Regions from separate parts of the Rattus norvegicus genome. Here region 1 is linked to region 2. A link is a contact called in public HiChIP or PLAC-seq data. All regions are on one chromosome and are shown on one strand. The core of a region is the stretch at or near the end of the contact, and the rest is flanking DNA. Distances in the headings are between cores, read along the strand shown. Region 1 holds the start of Has2 (hyaluronan synthase 2). Region 2 has its middle 380 kb from the start of Has2.

Region 1 (3,373 bases), core at 613-3,112, 380 kb before region 2:
TATGAGGCCACTGGGGAGTTTACAGGTAGAGACTTGGCATCCCATGATTCTCTCCCACAGCTCAGTTTAATTTACATTATAAGTCAAGGCTAGAAGTTGAGTAATACTTTAAAATAGTAATTTATTGCTTCCCAGAACCTGAAAAGTCAGGAAGCTCAGGTCTGATTAAGTGAGCTGAAGTTGTGATCTGAAATCCAAGGCAATCTTTGCAACAGTTGATTGAATCTCTCAGGTGGAGTTCAAAGACTGAAGTCAAGAGAGTTGTGGGGGAAATGAGGAAGCCAGTGTCCCCAGAGTGGCGTGAAGTCAGTCACCAAAGTGATGCCTCTCAGAGGTGAAGTGGCTGAGTGTTTGGGTATGTTGGGGGAGGGGAGGGGGGGGTACTGGCTTTGCGGATCCGGCTCTGGGGTGGGGGTGGGGGGATGGGTCGGCTGACACTAGTAGTTGCAGTCAAACTCTGCAACCCTATTCCCGTCCCTCAACTCCACACCTGCCCGATGTGTTGCAAGCTTCACTCGAGGTTTATTCTACTTTTCTGTTTTTGTCTGACTTTTAACTATATTCCAAATTTATACTCGGACCTTATCCTGAACACATAACCCAGACATCAAGATGCGGCAGAACTCAAACGAAGTCCACATCAAGAGCACGTAGAGAAATAAAAGAAAGGAGAGGAGGGGGGTGGGGAAGAACAGAAAAGGAAGTAAAAGGCAAGTTAAGATTTTTACCAGATTTCAATTTTAGCCTTACTGCGTAAATCCGCTTTCATTTTTTCCTAAACAGCGCCACCTAGCGTCCATAGTGCTTCATGGACTTTTTTCCTTTTTACCTTTTGCTTTGGGTGGGGGCAGGGGCGGGGACTGCAAGGATCAAAGAAAAAGGGCGCGGATGCCCTTAGGTTGAGAAAAATAACCGAGAAAACAAACTGTCCAGTCATGGCGTCATTGAAATTTTTAAAAAGTATTTTGAAAACATTAACTAAAAGACTTTCAAGAAGCAAAAGTAATTTCAGATGTCTTAAGAGGCGACTGCTTCCGTACACATTTTCTCAGGTTTATCGTTATCATCATTAGTTTAAACCTCCTTTCGAAAATCTTTTGCATGTTTTCAGGTCTGGGAATCATAAGAAAAAAATAAATGTTAAAATTCTTCCTCATTTCAGGACTCAGCCCACCCACAGCGAAAACTGCAAGGGAGAGACGTTGACATTTGCCATTTGCTTAGAAAGTTTGGAGTTGGCAGGAAGAAAGGGTTAACAAATGGCAGACTAGTCGCTCTTTTTTAAGCGTCTTAGGCGGTTTGGGGTTGCTCCAGGTAGCGCGGGCGGAAACACACACACACACACACACACACACACACACACACACACACACACACACACAGCCGGTATCCCGCTCGGGGCAGTGATTTAGCCTAAGAAAACCGTTTGGCCTTAAAACAAATCACTTATTTGTAACGGGGAGTTTATCAAGCAGAGGGAATCCTTGTCACACAGACAGACCTCAGCAATATTTACAGAGCAGGGCTTCCCACTTCTTGGCCACTGCCTGTGGAGAGGTATCAGGCGATGGTCAGCATCTGTGCGCTGCGTTTCTCTGCACACGTTAACAATCAAGTTAATTGAATTCATTGGAGTTTAGAAGCGGCCTCTAGCTCTGAGAGGGCTTTGAATGGCCAATTTCTCTCTCTCCCCCCACTCCTCCCCGCCTCCCATCCCGCCCAGTCCCTCCCCTCCGGGTTCCCCAGTCTACACCTCCCTCCTCCCCTCCCCTCACCCCCACTCCCTCCTCCGTCCTTTTAAAACACCCACCGGCTCACTAGTTAAGACCCCCTTAAGTTGGAGGAGGCAGAAAGGCAACAACAGCGAAGAAGGAGAAGTCAAGGCGTCTGGAAAGAATTACCCAGTCCTGGCTCTGAGCAGCCCATTGAACCGGGGACTTGAACCAGCCAAAGACCTCCATTCCGCTCTTGCTAGGCTCTGCTGAGTCTTCACCGGACTTTTAGGTTGATGTGGAAAAAGGAGACTTTGCCTTGTCGGAGGGAAGGGGATTGGAGCAAATAGCAAAACAGGGGAAAATTTAATTTATTTTTAAAGCACATTTAACAAAAAAATTTAGAAGACTTAAATGCAACGGAAATAATAAAAGAGCATATTAATGCATTTTCTTCTCAAAGAGGGGAGAACCAAACATTTAAGGCTCCCCCCATTTTTTTTTTAAATGTTGTTTTTAAATTTCTTATTTTTTTTGGCCGGTCGTCTCAAATTCATCTGATTTCTTATTACCTCAATTTTGGAAACTTCCTTCCACGACCCTCCGGGACCACACAGACAGGCGGAGGACGAGTCTATGAGCAGGAGCTGAACAAGGTACGTTATACAGGCGCTTTGGGGTGAACTTTGAATGCCTTAGCTAGATCGGGGGTAGAGAAGAAATTATCAACAGAACTTAAAAAATAATACCTAATTTCTATAGAAACATTTGAGGTCTGAAGTCAACCCCCCCCCCCGCCCCCCAACAGACTGCACATTAGGGAATACTGCCAATCACTATCAAGTCTTGTAGCATACCCTGGGTTTTTATCTTCGGTGGAATCCGCTGCCTCTCTGGGCGCACAGGTAACTGGCGTGGCCAAGGAAAGCTGATGGTCCCGAGGTGTACTTTTCCACTGGGCATCTTCCCGAGCGTCAAAGGGACTCCGGAGTTAGAAAACAATGATTTCCACTGTGTAAGGAAAGTTCATCCCACAACTGTCCTTACCTTCCTAACCCCCCCTAACCCCCCTACCCCCAAACCCCCCAGTATGTGGGCAGGAACACCCTGACACAGTTCTGTGCAGGGGGTGGGGTGGGGTCACAAATAAAAAAAAAAAGCTCAATTTGGACTTGTACTGAAAGGGTTAAACGATCCTGGCTTCCAGCTACATTAAGCTGGAAGAGACCGTAAGGAAGGAAAAGTCCTGAGCCACCTCTTCGCGCTACCATCCTGGTTCAGCCACTCCCCCCTTTTCCAAGGCCTCCAACTCGTTTGCAGTTTCCAAACTCCATTTAAGTGTCAGGCAGTGAGCATCCGGGCACAGCCATCCTGCGAAAGCCTTTCTGGGGCAAGGGGTCCCTCACGCAGGCTGTGGCATTCGCCACTCGGGGAGAGAGGAGAGCGCGCATCCCTCCTTGTGCCGGACGCCCAGCTAAGCAGCCCGTAGCCAGGGCGTGCGCGGGGACAGCGCTGCGCTCCCGCAGCTGCAACCAGTCTTGAGCCAAATCCGACGTGGCACGGAGCACGCTGGCGCTTCTTTCCTCCGATGCAGCTGGAGATGCTGTTGGGGGGGGGGCGGGGTGGGCGACGATTTGAGGACTCTGTCTCTAGCCCCTTGC
Region 2 (3,024 bases), core at 297-2,796:
ACATATCAGATTCTGCATTCCTATTTCCTATGTGAAAATAAGATGTAAGACTATATCACCAAGGAAATGTCAATGTTCAAGATATTTTGTTTTAAGTATCAACTCTAAATTATTGTCCCGCCCCCAAAATACTTGATAATCTGACACTATTCTAGCAGGTCACATAAAACAGAGTAGGCTAGTAAAGATTTTGTAGAGTTGTAAAGGAGATGTATCATATACAGATTGGGTATCCATAACCAACAGAAAACCTTAGAGTGCTTAGCTGACAAAATTCAATTGAGACTAAATTATCAGACACAGATCTCAAGCTTAAATCAACCAGGGATGAACCTCTTTATTGGTTGTCCAATACAGTGACGACAACCTTAAAACCATATGCACACAAACAATAAAATGGGCGTAGTGGGTTGTATTTAAACGTATTTGTACATACAGGCTTATATAATGATAATAATTAAAATGTCCCCATCTTCCATTCTTCTCTAAATTCCAGGAAACTCATTATATTAGGTGCTTGGCCGTTCAGAATACACTCCCTGTCTTCTGGATAGCAAACTAGCAAATCCATCTACATTGATTGCCATCCCCATCTTATTCACAGCAGCACTTGGGAGTGTCTGTTATAAAGTCATGAACCCATTCAGGAAAGTTCTCCTGCAACCTACCCACATCCAAAGAAGCCTACGTTCAAACAACATTACATGGAGCCAGGCTTCCCTTCTAATATATAAATTTAAGAATTAAGGAGGCATGGGAAATACAATTTCACGACCTGTAGCAACCATAGTATCTTCCTGAAATAGACACCTAGAAGAGATGTATCTGACATCTCAGTTTTCATTGCCAGGCCAAATGGATGTCTCTTCAGCAATCAGCATATCTGCTGTGTTTTGAACTGGCAGAGCCTGTAGATAGAACTGGCTTCCCGAGTATGCACACTCTGCAATTTTACAGGACTTCCCCCTCGGAAAGACCTCAGGCTTGTGATTTAATGCTCTTCACTCACTGGTTTGAAATTACAAAAATAGTGAATCTTTAAATCTATATTATTACATCTTCATTTGCTTGTTTTTGAAATGTAGTCTTGCTGTATCATCCTGGCTGGGCCTGAACTTGACATATAGATCCTGTGAATATCAAGATAGCCTCAAATTTACAGCAGTCTTCTTTGTTCTACCGACCTAGTGTTGGATCATAGACATAAATTACTATACACAGCTAAAATTTGTACTTTTAGGTGAAAAAACAGTGTGACATGCACGAGCGTTTAGACCCCCAGCTCACATCTCCATCTGCCCCCAGACACACACACGCACGCACGCACGCACGCACGCACGCACGCACGCACGCACACTGGAGTAAATTCCTGGCTTCTGCTCTTTTTGAGTTCGGTTGCTCTGTCTGTAGCCAAACTTTGTCTTATCACCCCACCCAGACAACACTGATGACGACTCTTGCTCTTTTGCACCCAAGCACTGCCTGTCCTCTGCTTTCCAGGCCAATGATCTCTCCACACCCAGGGAGGGTTTGCACACAGACATACGCTTCGGGGAGGATCCAGGTCTGGCAGTTATGAACCCTGTGGTGAAGCACAGCAGTGGTGGCCTCTGTGTTGGCTGGCAGCACTTGTGGGGTCTGGAAAGCAAACCTCCTGCTTAGTTCCAACCCAAGCTTTGCAATTCTTTGAAGGTTGTAGCATAGGGCATGGGAGGGATCGACCTACTTCCTGTCCCTATAGCAAACACAATGTGCATGTCTGAAAAACACAGCAACAGCAGAGCCAGTCAACCAGTCAGGGCTGAGGCTAACAGTTCCTGAGAGTCTGTGTTCGTCCAGCCAGCATCCCCTGCCCCAGGGAGTGTACTATTAAATAACAAATAAAAAGCACCATGACAGGTCCAGAGTGAGAGCGTGGAAGAAAGGGAAAAGTTTCATGTTTTATTACACGGAGTGGCATTTTTCCAGCTTTTTGAATAAGGGACCCCACATTTTCATTTTGCACTGAGGCCAGAAAATTATGTGGCTAGGCCTGCCTATAAATCACACACTAAATCATATTTTACTCATTATGCTGGCTGTTGGGAAAACCAGAACAAAACTTACAACCCACCTTGAGCAAAATATCAAAGACGCCACGGAACATGGCTTGAGGAATGAAATAACCTAACACCTGTCCTTTGAATTTACTTCTCTGGGTTTTAGTTCTCTTCATTATTTCTTCGTGAATCTTGGTAGAGAAGTCTTACTTTGTATTTCTTTGTGGAAAACTTAAGCCTTTTGTATAATTATGACCAGGATATTTAAAAATAAAGATAAATGTGATAATTATGCACCCATACCATTTAAAATTTGTCCTCTATTAAAATATTTTTATGTGTTTGATCATATTGTTTTCACTACCCCAATTGCTCCCGGATGCCCTCCCTCTGCACACATCACTATCTTCTGTTTACCCACCAACCTTCAACCACTTCGCTTGAATTTCCTTACTTTTCTGGAATGACCGTGGTCCACTGGGAGCTCACCATCGATGTTGACAGCACCTACTTCTTCAGTATATCCATGGATGTGAAACTTAATTGACTTGTGATTTCTAACCTCACAGGACAACATCTTCCACAATGACAGCACAAATGGAATCTGCTCCATCATTCACTGCTTCTCCTGAATGTGTTGAAGATAGTGTGTTAGAGTGGTCACTGTGTGAATACGCTCTCTTAGAATTGTATGTAAACCCACTTTCTATAAATGAAAATGATGCTGGGTTTCTAGGTCACAGCACTATGCTCTATGAAGACATTCATTGATTACTATGGCTAGTGACTTTCTAGACCTGTAAACCTCTGATTTAGCATCAATGTTTGGACTTCTCAACTCACCACCTGATACATGCATACATACATGCACATATCACACACACACACACACACACACACACATGAGGCATGCAAGCACACACATATGCGTGCATATAGCAGAAAAAGAAAGGGACAAGTTTGCCTGAAGCTCGTCCAAAAGCCT

Evidence for each region. HiChIP or PLAC-seq counts read pairs in DNA pulled down with a chosen protein or histone mark.
Region 1: an H3K27ac HiChIP or PLAC-seq map of oligodendrocytes shows a contact between it and region 2, with 11 times the contacts expected there. The contact joins the promoter of Has2 here to the enhancer-like site in region 2. A contact is called at or near these places in 7 of 12 Hi-C or Micro-C datasets (the A7r5 cell line, the Rat2 cell line, Schwann cells and 4 more) and 1 of 1 datasets of contacts at active chromatin or transcription factors (oligodendrocytes).

What each region holds. Positions count from the first base shown.
Region 1 is chr7:90,027,422-90,030,794 of GRCr8, reverse strand. Has2 (hyaluronan synthase 2) reads left to right here and starts at 1,862. Exons shown (of 4, transcript NM_013153.2): 1 at 1,862-2,368. LOC108351495 (a long non-coding RNA gene) reads right to left here. Exons shown (of 5, transcript XR_005487119.2): 1 at 2,570-3,373; 2 at 2,285-2,411; 3 at 1,902-2,030; 4 at 1,502-1,595; 5 at 937-1,113.
Region 2 is chr7:89,646,198-89,649,221 of GRCr8, reverse strand. No RefSeq gene overlaps it. Among named protein-coding and RNA genes, the nearest start is that of Has2, 380 kb to the left of the region's middle. Within about 2 kb of position 1,546, at least 4 of the 93 cell types and tissues checked have an H3K27ac peak or open chromatin away from gene starts, as enhancers often do.